Linked DNA regions of Sus scrofa: all the other regions are linked to region 1. A link is a contact called in public Hi-C and HiChIP or PLAC-seq data. All regions are on one chromosome and are shown on one strand. The core of a region is the stretch at or near the end of the contact, and the rest is flanking DNA. Distances in the headings are between cores, read along the strand shown.

Region 1 (4,379 bases), core at 689-3,188:
TGGATCTACCAAGGTGATAAGTGTCTTAGGTCAGATACTGGAAGCAGACTCAGAGACAGACTCTTGAAGGAAGCTTATCGAAGAGGTGCTCTCAGGAGGAGGGAAGGGAGGGATGTGGGATAGAGCAAGGAAAGAAAGTAAGGACATGATCTCAGCTGGAACTAGCTCTAGTCTATGTCCCACAAGGCATTCTGGAGCATGAATAATACCATAGTTTAGTTCCACTTTGAGGCAAGGAAGCCAGTACTTTATATTCCCTATCTATTACAGGTGGCTGACCACTTGGGAGGAAATGATTTCTCTGAAAGGGCAGTTCTATGGAGTAGGAGCAGCTGGGTACTCTTAGTGGTGGTACCCAATGCTTTTGGGGGATGGGAAGGAAGACTCAATGCATGGGATGTGTGCAGGCTGGGAGTGGCATTCCCAATAGTAAGAAATGTCTTTCTCTTTTCACTCCATTAAAGAACTGGAAAAAGGGAGGGGGGAGTCAGTTCCTTTGCTTTTATTTAAGGAATTAAACTTTTTACTTTGAATACTGAATAAATGGTTCTCTGCATTGTCATCCAGAGAAAGCATTAGCTTTTGGCTGCAGTTGGAATCAATTTGCTAGTCATTTGTGTTTATGCATATTTAATAATTCCCAAAGCTGCAATTTAGGTTGATTACCACAAAGCCACAGCAAGAATTAGCTGCATATATAAAATGATTTTCTTCATCACCTCCCACCCCTGCCAAGACAAGTTTTCCCATTTAATATTCAACTTTAAACCTCCATGTCCACACTTTTCACTTACAACCACTCATTTTTCACTCATATCAACCACATAATATTTTCATTAAAAATTTGTTCTCAGAGGCCAGGAAATAACCAAGGGATGAAATTGGCCTGGAGTAGTAGGATAACTAAAACCTGATACTTAGGAAATGATCAGCTGTGTTGTCAACTGCCCATCTAAGTGGAGACTATCTCTTATCTTTAGTCCACTTGTTGTCATGAGAGAGTGAAAAGCAGTGACTCCCATTTTTTTTCAGTTTTTCAAGAGAAGAGACAGAAATTTAGGTTTTCTCTACAACTAACCCAATTCTTAAATGTTAGAATAAATTCATATCTAGAATATGATGTAGGCCTACTCTGTAGAGGTCAGCATAGCCCCAGTCACTGGTTTTGCTTTGCAGGGCTGTATGCCTGCACATTGCTACCAGATTTAACCTCCTAGGATGGAAAATGTGTCTTATTTACCTTTGTAGCATATACAACAAGGAGTTTTTCCTAATGGACACTCAAGTATTTATTACATAGTTGGTTAAAAAAAATGTGGAGCATTACCAACATTTAGGAAGATATACAATTAAGCTAGATCACTGTGTTAGGACTGGAGATATAGAGATAAAAGGATTCTCACCCTCCATCAGTTCACAGTGTATGTGACTAGATTAATAGGCATATAGAAAACAGTGACCATTTATGGGGTTGAAAATAAAAGTGTGAACAATTTCAAGATCTGTGAGAGAAGCAAATACAGTAAAGGAACACCTAATTGATTAGGAAAATTTATCAAGAGGAGGTAATAGGAAAACAAAGTTTTTCATGGACATGGGGGAGAAGGAACATGGAAAACCATGGAATTAATAGAGCAGAAATAACTCAGGAGAGTGCACATTTGACTGGACCTACGGTGAAGGATGAGAAGATAAGAGATGAAACATCAGAGGTCCCAGTTTGGGTTGGGAAGTGGGACTTAACATGTCATGCTAGGAAGCTTGGCTTATAGCATGACAGTGATGGCAAGCTACTGAAAATCAAAAAAGGAGGAGGACTGAGCATATTTTAAGGGAAGCATATGAGTAGTTGCAATGTGGCCTCAGCCTCATGCTCAGCTAGGGCTTGTTAAAGGCATTGCCTCTTGACCTCTTATATGGCTGGAACCATGAAGATGACACATATGTCTATGCATCACCAAGCACTTCCAGTTACTCAGGGCCCATCACATGTTCCCTGATGTGGCCAGGGTACCTCCATGAAGTAAGAGCTGTCTTTACATCCCACCTCTCTAGAGCTTGGCCTGGCATCACAATCAGTTCACCCCAGTGAGTCAATTTTGTGGTTATTGCTTACTGTAAGCAGAGAGGGAAGACTATTGTGAAATTTTTTGGATGTACCATCTCTGGCAACCTGACATTCTTGGGGATGGCTAGGAGATCATTTCAGTGAATTGAATAGCTGGGGAATAAACCTGAAAGAAAAGCACTCCTCACTGTCTTACACCTTGTACCAGAAGCAACTAAAAATGAATTAAAGACTTGACTGCAAGCTCTGAAAGCACAAAAACCCTTGAAGAAAATATAAGGGAGTAAGCTCCTTGATAACAGTCTTGGTGATGATTATTTGGATTTAACACCAAAAACAAATGCATCAAAAGCAAAACCAAGTAGGACTACATCACACTAAAAAGCCTCTGCATGGCAAAGGAAACCATCAACAAAATTAAAAGGCACCCTATGGGATGAGAAAAAAATGTTTTCGAGTCATATATCTGATGAGGGGTTAATATCCAAAATATATAAAGAACTCACAGTACTCAATTAAAAAAAAACCTGATTAAAAAATGAACACAGGAACTGAATAAACATTTTTCCAAAGAAGATGTACTAGTGGCCAACAGACACGAGAAGATGGTCAATATTATTAATAATTAGGGAAATGCAAATCAAAATTACAATGAGATATCACCACATGTCTGTCGGAATGGCTTTTATCACAAAGACAAGAAATAAGTATTGATGAGAATGAGGAGAAAAAGGAACACTTGTACATTGTTGGTGAGAATATAATCAGTGCAGCCACTATGGCAAACAGTGTGGAGATTCCTCAAAAAATTTTAAAAGGAGTTTCCATTGTGGATCAGCTGTAACAAACCCAACTAGTATCCATGAAGACACGAGTTTGATCCCTGGCCCCACTCAGTGGGTTGAAGATCCAGCATTGCCGTAAGCTGCAGTGTAGGTCACAGATGCAGCTCAGATCTGGGCATTGTTGTGGCTGTGGCTAGGCCGGTGATTGCAGCTCCAGTTCGACCCCTAGCCTGGAAACTTCCATATGCCATGGGTTCCCCCCCCAAAAAAAAGACAAAAAAATAAAAATTAAAAAATTAAAACAAAACTACCATATACTCCAACAATTCCACTTCTGGGTATACCTCCAAAGAAAATGAAATTGCTATCTAGAAAAGATTTCTGTACCCCTATATTATTGCAGCATTACGTATAATAGCTAAAACATGGAAACAACATAAGTATCCATCGACAGATAAATGGGTAAAAAAACAGATACATAGAGAATTAAATATGTTATTTATACAGACACACATATATACACACAATAGAACAGTATTCAGCCATAACAAGGAAATTCTGCCATTTGCGACAACTTGGATGGAATTTGAGGGCATTCTTCTAAGTGACATAAGTCAGGCAGAGAAAGATAAACACTATACAATCTCACTTATATACGCAATCTCAGAAACTAAATAAGTAAAACCACTCCTCTCTTAAAGCAAAAGTCTCCAGACACCTGAAAGTTGCAAACTGTTGGCTCAGGGGCCAGAGGCAGATTTGGTTGCCCATAAACCCTTGCCTAAAATGTGTGAAAGCAATTTTTTAAATTAGTTGCTTTCAGCAGTTCCCATCATGGCTCAGCTGTAATAAACCTGACTAGTATTCATGAGGATGAGGGTTCAATCCCTGGCCTTGCTCAGTGAGTTAAGGATTGGTGTTGCTGTAAGTTTTGGTGTAGGTCACTGATGCAGCTTGAATCATGTGTTGCTGTGGTTGTTGCGTAGGCCAGAGGCTACAGCTCTGATTCAACCCCTAGCCTGGGAACTTCCATATGCCATGGGTGCAACCATAAAAAACAAAAACAAACAAAAAAATAAATTAGTTGCTATCGAAAGACTAGGAAGTTAATGTTAGAACCCCCATGTCTGTTGTAAATACTGCTGCCGTGAACATTGGGGGCATATATCTTTTTGAATTAGGGTCTTCATTTTCTTCAGAAGAATACCCAGAAGTGGAGTTGCTAGATGGTTTGCCAGAGAGGAGAGGCATGGGGGAAGGGGTGAAATAGGTGAAGGGGATTAAGATGTACAAACTACCAGATGTAAATAAGTCGCAGAAATGTAATGTTACAGGAAATAGTCAATATTCCATAAACACTTTCTGTGGTGTATAATCTATAAAAATATGGAATCACTGTGTTGTACATCTGAAGCTGATATAATATGGTAAGTCAACTATACTTCAATTTTTAAAATTGCTTTTATTTTTTAAATTATAAGTGATTAGAATGTTCTGTCAATTTCCGCTATACAGCAGTGGCCAGT
Region 2 (4,379 bases), core at 767-3,266, 210 kb after region 1:
CATAGCTATAAATAAGAAGAAAAATAAAGTTAATGTCAAGTGAAGAATTTCAAATATCTGTATCCAGAATATATGAGAGCCTGTTTGTTGGGCAAACACAGCTCTAACGGACCTCTTCTACCTTTGCTTCCATTTCTGTACTAGGACCAGAGAAGACTAATTCTCTCCCAAAGATAAGCTCACCATGAATTCTAGTGTCCTGGAAACCAGCACTCAGCCTCCCTTCCAGTCTCTGGCATAGAACTGCTGAGTGACTTGCTAGAACGGATCCCTCTTCTCTGCGTCCCCTGGGTATTGACGGTCTGGGGCAGCCCCGCCACCAGCTGGCTACGCGTCTATGTCTGTTTTACCTTTTGCTCTCTCCTGCTCACAGCCCTAGTGCAATTAATTGTTGAGTCTTGACTCGGGCCATCTGCTCTGTCTTTTTATCATCCCACAGTGTAAGGAAATATGTAACACTGTGGTTGTTTGAAAAAGTACTCTCAGGGCTCCCGGACCTGGTGAACAAATACAGCTGTTCTATTTTGGGTTACTGCGTTTTCTTCTCGGAAGAGCCTAATTCCGGTCTATGTCTTGGGCATCCTGCCATGGACACTTTGCTCCTCCCCCACACCCTCTCCCCAGATCACCTACTCCATTTTTACCCAAAGGGTTGGTTCTGCACAGAGAAGGAAACGTGTGGCGTGATGAGGAGAGGATGGGTGTGTTGTGGTACCCGCTGATCTACAGACTTGAGCATGACATCGGCTACTCTTCTGGAATTGGGGACAGGAGTACTCTGCCGTACAGTGGTTATAACCATACTCTCACTAGCCTTTATGCACTGAAAACCTGTTTCCTGTAGGCAAAGATAAGCCCAGGCATTGACTAGGACTCTGTTCATCTTATTCTGATCTAACTTGAGGTCCCCAGTCTCTGACCTAGCCATCAGAAATAGAAGTTCCTACTGTCTGACCTTTACCAGGGAGAGACTTTTCTAACCCAGAGGAACCACAGGGGAAACAAGAATTATCAGACTAACCCCAACAAGGGAACATGGAGAGACTGACTATTCATTTATTTTCTTTGCAGTGGAATCTCCCACAGTCAAGAACATCCTTAAAGAGTTAATAATATTTGTAGATATGAGCAAGTAAATAAGAAAAATAATGTAAAAGAGACCAGGATAAAAAGAGGGGAATAGAAAGAATACCTTTATTTATGTGATGAAAGTACTAAAAAGATGATTACCTCCTACATAATGTATTGGACAAAGTGATGTCTATAAGTTGTGAATGGTAGAGAAAGACTGTGAGGAACAGTATTGGATTAAGTTGCCGAGGTAAACGGTTGGCCAATGTGCACATACAGATGTGAAAACACATATCTCTGCCCTTAAAATATACAGGTTAGCTACTTAAAAGAAATTAACAGTGAATACCTTCAGCATTGTTCAAAAAGCATATCTCCTCGAGTATCTATGGGGTTTATGAATATGATGGGAGAGCGGAAATGGTCTCTCTCTTATTTCCTTTTTAAATAAATTCCATGGTCAGATGCTCACTAGCAGAACAGGTAAACCAAGTAGGTATATCAGTGACTCAGAGCTTCAAAGTGACAGCTCATAAAGGAATACCAGAATTCTTATATTGCAAAGAAAAAAAAAAAAAAATCTTCAGAAGCAGTGCCCCTGCCACTGTGCCTCACCACTGCCATTGATGAAAAAAAGGAAGGAAAAGAGAGACAGGAGGGTGTTTGACCACACTTTACAATTGCTGAGGAGAAAAGGAGAAAAAGTGAACAATTCTGGAGTCAGATTATTTCCAAGTGACCATAAGCTGCCATCGGCATGACCTGGAGGAAAGGACATGCCAGTGGTGCATCTTACCTGAGCATAGAGGTGCAGGCAGATGTAGGTGAGACACAGGAGCAACCCCAGACCCTGAATTACGGAGGCCACCAACAATAGCTTGTTCCTCAAGAGTCTTCGTCCTGGTGCGTTTCCCACATTTTCATCTAGGGGTTGGACCCCTTCCATCTTCACAATCTGGATGCAAGGAAGATAAAAACTGTGACACACAGGAATCTGACAGAGGGAAGAATGATCTCTTTCCAGCAAAGAAGGAGATAAAGCCAAAAGAAGGCGTATCAATTAGAAAATACACAGAGCTCCCAGGACCAGAGATAAGAGGCAATTGAAAGAGCAGAGCGGACTCTCTCAGTTTTAATGCTGCAGCTTTTGCAGGCAGGCGGGGGAACTTCTTTGTGACTAATCTGAATTTCCCCTTTACTTTCTTTCTTTTTTTTCTCTGGGCTAACAGGGAGTTGTTTTTGTGGCATTCCAGTTCTGATTTGAGTGACTGTGAAATGACAGTCATAAAAGTGTGCTATTTTCTTAATTTCTCATTGCACCAGTAACCAAATTGTGGGTCACTTGATAAAGATAAAAATCATCATCCGTTGATGTAGGAACTCATCTATCCCTTCCCCAAGACGTCTTAATCTTAGAAGAGATTTAAGGGAAATGCTAGGCTTAAGTTCTTGTCCACACCCTATTGGGTAACTATAAGCATTGAACTTATTCTTCAGATTTGAGGGGAAAAAAAAAAAAAACGCACATACAGACCATTCTTGAAATGAAAAAAAAGAAAAAAAAAAGAAAAAGAGGAGTTCCCGTCGTGGCGCAGTGGTTAACGAATCCGACTAGGAACCATGAGGTTGCAGGTTCCGTCCCTGCCCTTGCTGGGTGGGTTAACGATCCGGCGTTGCCGTGAGCTGTGGTGTAGGTTGCAGACGCGGCTCGGATCCCGCGTTGCTGTGGCTCTGGCGTAGGCTGGTGGCTACAGCTCCGATTCGACCCCTAGCCTGGGAACCTCCATATGCCGCGGGAGCGGCCCAAGAAATAGCAACAACAACAACAAAAGACAAAAGACAAAAAAAAAAAAAAAAAAAAAAAAAAAGGAAAGAAAAAGAAAGGATGAAAATAGGACAATAGATCAGGCAGAAATAAAGGAGTAATATCTTCTAGTTTTGGACCATTGCATCGTAGTAAATAAATAAACTAGCATATACTGAGCATCTACTATGTGTCAGGCACTGTGCTTTCAACCTTACAATCTTATTTTCTCATTTAATTCTTTGAAACAAATTTAGTGAACACTTACATGATTAATTTTAAGCAGAGCAGGAAAGAAGCAGAAGAGTATCCTGACTTTTTCTCCTTCCCTCTCCTTTACATCTTCTCCATACATAATTTTTGCATGAATGAACAAATTAATAGTTTCAGATAAGCTTTGAGGTTGTTCCTTTGTTTTAGGTTAGGAGTAGACTCAGAATTTGGAAAGTAAGAATATTCTACCAAGAGAATCTACTTGCCCTTAATAAATGAAATAAATGATAAAATGAAATTAATCATAAAATTATTGATAATGTCAAGTTCAAATTAAATATTTACTGAGTACACAGTAAGCTCAGTACTTTATTGAATAGCATAGGCATGCTGCAGAGAGGCTTTTAAGACAGAACAACTCTTCTGTGGGCAAGCAAGTATGTCTCTCTGAGCTCCCTATCAGCCACTCAACAAATACTTAAGAAAAGGAAGGAAAACCATTTTGATATCAACAATATGAGCTGTTATATGCACCTTAATTTTATAGAAAATTGATATAAGGTATATTCAAAGGAGAAACAGCCTGTGGCAAATGGAAGGTATGTTTATTATTAGTGTTAACCAATTAATATATGAAATGATAGCCTCATTATGATCATTATATCTTGCATTTACAAAACATATCGGTCTTAGAAGTTCAAGTTTTTGTGTGAAATATAAGGTGACTGGGACACTACACCATATACTCCAAGCCAAAATTAAAAGTCAAGTTCCATGTAGTTTTAAATAGTTATTCCTACGAGAAAAGTATCGGTAACATACAGGGTGCAGAGGAAAAAAAAAAAAAAAAACTGAGGAAGTTCCCGTCGTGGCGCAGTGGTTAATGAATCCGACTAGGAACCATGAGGTTGCGGGTTGGATCCCTGCCCTTGCTCAGTGGGTTAAGGATGCAGCGTTGCCGTGAGCTGTGGCGTAGGTTGCAGATGCAGCTCAGATCCCGCGTTGCTGTGGCTCTGGCATAGGCCGGTGTCTACAGCTCTGATTCAACCCCTAGCCTGGGAACCTCCATATGCTACGGGAGCGGCTCAAGAAATGGCAAAAAGAAAAAAAAAAAAAACTGCAAGAAAAATCGGTGTGTAGAGCCTCATTCTTGAGTAATAATTAATAGTCATACATAAATATTGAAAGTAGTAACTACTTACTCATTTGTTTTCAAAAACTGACTAAAAGACCCACAGCAAAAAAATAATAATACTAAAATACTATTGGAAACTGTAGAGACCAGCTGAAA
Region 3 (4,379 bases), core at 725-3,224, 160 kb after region 1:
TACATAAAATACACAACCCCAAGAGCAAACTCTAATATATATTATGATTTGGGGGATGATTATGATGTATCAATGTAAGTTCATCAACTATAACAAATGTATCATTCTGGTAGAGGGAAGGCTATGCATATACAGGGGTAGGGAGAATATAGGAGTATATAGAAATCTCCTTCCAATTATGCTACTAAGCTAAAACTGTTCTAAAACTATTTTTTTAAAAATCTAGACAAAACGGAAAACAAATAACAAAAAAACAACAAATTTTGATCATCCATGCCAGACAGAAGATTGAATTATCTTTCTATTCTCTCTCTAGAGTATTACCAATAATACCAGCGAGAGATGATAGAACAGGGATACCATCAATGTGATGGTACTAGGAGGTGAGGTCCTGGGAGATGATTCCTCACATGAATGGGATTAATGCCCTAACAAACGAAACCTCAGAAGGCTCCCTCACCCCTTCTGCCAGTGAGGACTCAGTGAGAAGACACCTGTCTGTGAACCAGAAGTCCACACCAGACACTGAATCTGCCAGTGTCTCAGTCTTGAACTTCCCAGCCTTCCAGAACTATGAGAAATAAATTTCTGTTGTTTATAAGCCACCAGTCTAATATGGTTTTCTGTTATAGGAGTCTGAACAGACTAAGGCAGAAATCCGGGGGCGGGGAGGGGGGGATAAAATAAAATCGAAACACAGTTTCTCACCCCCTCCTACAAGTTTCTGTATAATAATTAATAGTTTTTGAGTGGTCACTGTGTTCCATATACTAGTGTACCTGCTTTATATAGATTATCTCATGCAATCCTCTTTATCCCCATTTCAGAGACAGGGAAGAAAGAGGGTAAAAAACATGCTGGAAGACACACAGATAGTATTGATGGAGTCAGGATTTGAACCTAGGTGTCCGGTTCTTTAAAATACACTCTTAAGCACTGGGCCTCACTGTCTTCCTGGATGGAAAGAAAAAGCTGTACCATAGTCCCATTTACTAGTCCTGCAATCCTTGGTATTTAATCTCCATCCTCATTTGTAAAATAGAGGAAAAAATATATCTCTCTCCTAGGGTTCTCTTCTAAGAACTGGAGGAAATAAGATGTGAAAAATGCCTAGAGCAATGATAGCATAGTTAAGTATTCAGTAAGTGTTGGTTCCTCCCTTCCCTCTTTCCTTCTGTTGGGCTGCATCCTGCAGGCCTTGTAGACCTACACCTGCCCAGCTTTAAGGCTGAAGATAAAGCCCAGAGTCAGCAACAGAGACATCAGTGCTCAATGGATGGAGGAGCTTACCTGTCTGAAGCAAGGTCCTGGAGTGACGCCTCACTGTGTGTGGTGGATGGTGGGTGGAACATGGCAGCCGTCTTCACTCCTGGGGTAATTGCTGCTTAGAGGGAGAATTGATGTCAGCTTGGCTCATTGGTTACTAGGGAAACTAGCAGAGGGGCACGCCCCTCACCTGCCCCTGTGATAAGAATTATCACTAGCTGTGGCCTGGGACAGGTACGGAGGAAGCTCAGTCAGGTGAGGAGGGTGTTGTGAAACAGGCACTGGTCAAGCAGAGCACGTACAGAGAACAAGAGACCTGCCATCCTGAGTGGCCGGATCCTACAGTGTCCTTCCTGTTTTTGACCACTTGGCTATTTTCTTTGACTGCTCTCTTTTGGCTACTTGAATGTGCAATTCACTGAAATAATACTAATTTCCTTTTTGGCATGTTTACTAACCAAACATGTTCCTCTACCTGTCTTACCTTGTTTCTACGGTGATCACATGGATGCTGATTTTGTTTGCTTTTGTAATAAGCCACCGCAAGTTGGTTTTTTTTTTTTTTTTTTTTTTTTTTCAGAGGCAGGAAGACCGGATGTCATTTACAAATTAAGTAAATGAAAGTAGAGGCCCTGGGGGGCATCGTAATTCTGTCATCACTCCTGGAAATGATCTTGCAAAGTGTGCGTCCTTTTCGCAGAAGTCAGCAGTTCTGTTTTGACACAGAAGGACAGAGTAACCCCCTGAGGAAGTCTGTTCTTTAATTCCTGCATACAGTTTCAGTCCTGGCATGTATTTAGTCTGGGCTGCCTTCTACGTTCTGTAACTGTGAACCTCTTGAGAACTGCAGCTTCTTGATTTTTTCCAGGTGTATCACAAATAAGCTGTGTGAAATAAAGGTGCCAGCACAGATTTGGAGGATCAATTTCCTTTCCTGAGAAGAAGCTATTTTATCCTTTGCTTAAGGTGGTCAAAAGACCCTGCCATAGAGGAGGGTCTACTTAAAGTCTACTTAAAATCTACTTAAAATCAGAGAAGCACTAACACGGATTTCATACCCTGCAGCTACGTCTCCATTCAGTGGGTGGATTCAAGAAAGCAAAAGTCTGAGTTGCTTGCTCCTCCTACTGGGCAAGGACACCGGTTTTTTCCCTAAGGGAAGACTGTTCCACCCACGAGAGATTCCTCCTGGGCTGGTCCAAGCTATTTGCATCACAGCTGCACCCTCCCAGTCCCAGTTGCATCACTGAAGCAGAAGCCCTGGAGGGATCATATCTCTGCCAGTTTCTGAAAGTTGTTCATTACTTTAAAAAATGAAACCAAACATCTACTTCCTCTGCTTAGCACATTCCTGAGGAGCTGCAGCTACTTGCTGGATCAGCCTGGCAGAGGCAGAAGCTTTCGGCTCAGAAACAAGCCAGGCCTCCTCCTTCACGCTTCAGAGTCCCGTCCCACCCTCAAACCTTTGTTGACCTGCCTTTTTCCTCCCAGCTGCCAGATTCATCGTGGTTTTGTGGAGTCTGCCTCTCCAATACCCTAATAAGGGCTGGTTCCTGCTTTTGGAGAGACTAAAGGGCCTGGAGTAGACCCCTGGGGTTCGGTGCCAAGGTATTTCCAACACCCTGAGGACTTAGAATAATGATTCTTCTAGAAATCATGCAGCATATGCCAGTGGAACTCTGACTTGTGCCTAATTAAAGGAGGCTTCGCCGGTACCAATATTCCACCCCTTTCCCTTTTTTAAGCTCCTTGTTTTATATAAAGCCTGAGAAGGATTTTTTTTTTTTTTTTTAGTAAAGAAAGGCTAGAAAGGACAGCCTAGCATGTTCTCCTTAATCTTCAGCAACCTGTAGGTTGAGGGGGATTCCTGTTTGCAGCCCTCGGTATGAACCTCCTACTTTACTGATCCAGTGCCCCAGCTCCTCTCCTCTGCCTTTGCCCACTTCTCTCTTGGGTTTGGTTTTGTGGAACCAGTGGCCCCCTCTCATCTGCGGTCTGTGGATCCACATATAGATTTTCTGCCTGGGTTTGCTGGCCTCGTACAGACTCCCAGTCATGGCTCCCACCCTGAGGTGGGGAGGCTTGAGCCCAGTTCTTATGAATGAAAAGGAACGAGTCATCCCAGGGCACGCCTCACTGTACTTTTTCTCAACCAGCTTCCCAGGTACTGACTTGTGCTAACAATAAAAGGGAAATTTCATGGGTGTAAGTTTCCACACTTCAAACAACACGCACTTGCTCAATCCTGAAGCCTAAAAGAGATGCAGGTAATCAATGAATTCTAACTTAATTCCTTAGATTCTTTTATACATTCCAAACATTGCTAGCCTAGATGTGTACTTAAGGGGCAGTTTGTAGAGAGAAAAATAAGTATTTGACAACATGTGTGTTTTTCCATTGAATGCTCCAGCAGATTATCTTTTTCAAATTAAAGCTATCAGGTATTTTCATAAAGCTCAGGATCTTATCTTGAAGAATTAGCCTCAAAATGTTTTCTCACAAATAAATAAAAGAACATTTTTAAAAAAATATTCTTTGGCACTTTTTCTTTCAGCTTTTTTTTTTCTTTTTGCGTCAAAGGCAAAGCTGGGGGGTGGGTAGAGACAAAGCTAGAAATAACTAGATGTCTCCAGTCTTTCAGTTATATGCTACTTCAAGCTAGAAAGAGTGCTCCAGACAGCATTTTTTTTTTTAAATGGCACCCTCACTGGAGATCAGAAATTCATGTCCTTTTCCCTGTGAAGGAGTTATCCAGGTCAACAATGTAATAAAATCCAACTGGAACTGGGGGGGGGTCAATGCTACCAAGACTCTCCATCTCTTTCACATTTCTCTGCATATGGACCTCATCCTCTCTCACTGCTGAGTGTTTTTCTCCACACTTTTTCTCCCTCCCTCTCTCTTTCTCCCTCTCTTTCTCTTTCCCCCAACTCTCTCTCTCTCTTCTCAAACCCAAAAGTCCTTGGGCAGAGAATTCATTGATTCATCTTGGGAGACCCACGGCATGGTCCACTCTGACTAGACCCTTGGAACAATGAAATATGTTCACTTTGGTCATGAACAACCAAAGTGTTTTGAATGCCTGGAGTGGGGAAGCAACCAGTAGGTAAGAT

The links. A called contact is a pair of places that touch in the nucleus more often than the background predicts. HiChIP or PLAC-seq counts read pairs in DNA pulled down with a chosen protein or histone mark.
Region 2: a contact with region 1 is called in a Hi-C map of alveolar macrophages, with 2.1 times the contacts expected there. The contact joins the promoter of TNFSF4 here to the enhancer-like site in region 1. A contact is called at or near these places in 15 of 47 Hi-C or Micro-C datasets (adipose tissue, alveolar macrophages, embryonic fibroblasts and 8 more) and 2 of 2 datasets of contacts at active chromatin or transcription factors (alveolar macrophages and skeletal muscle).
Region 3: a contact with region 1 is called in an H3K27ac HiChIP or PLAC-seq map of alveolar macrophages. The contact joins two enhancer-like sites. A contact is called at or near these places in 2 of 2 datasets of contacts at active chromatin or transcription factors (alveolar macrophages and skeletal muscle).

Annotation. Positions count from the first base shown.
Region 1 is chr9:115,358,378-115,362,756 of Sscrofa11.1, forward strand. No RefSeq gene overlaps it. Among named protein-coding and RNA genes, the nearest start is that of TNFSF18, 100 kb to the right of the region's middle. Within about 2 kb of position 1,939, at least 2 of the 83 cell types and tissues checked have an H3K27ac peak or open chromatin away from gene starts, as enhancers often do. A contact at or near this core is called in alveolar macrophages, where this site is marked.
Region 2 is chr9:115,570,251-115,574,629 of Sscrofa11.1, forward strand. TNFSF4 (TNF superfamily member 4) reads right to left here and starts at 2,017. Exons shown (of 3, transcript NM_001025217.1): 1 at 1,868-2,017. The coding sequence starts at 2,017.
Region 3 is chr9:115,522,472-115,526,850 of Sscrofa11.1, forward strand. It overlaps LOC100516636 (S-adenosylmethionine decarboxylase proenzyme-like), which reads right to left. Exons shown (of 3, transcript XM_013979886.2): 3 at 3,060-4,379. Among named protein-coding and RNA genes, the nearest start is that of TNFSF4, 48 kb to the right of the region's middle. Within about 2 kb of position 1,975, at least 43 of the 83 cell types and tissues checked have an H3K27ac peak or open chromatin away from gene starts, as enhancers often do. A contact at or near this core is called in alveolar macrophages, where this site is marked.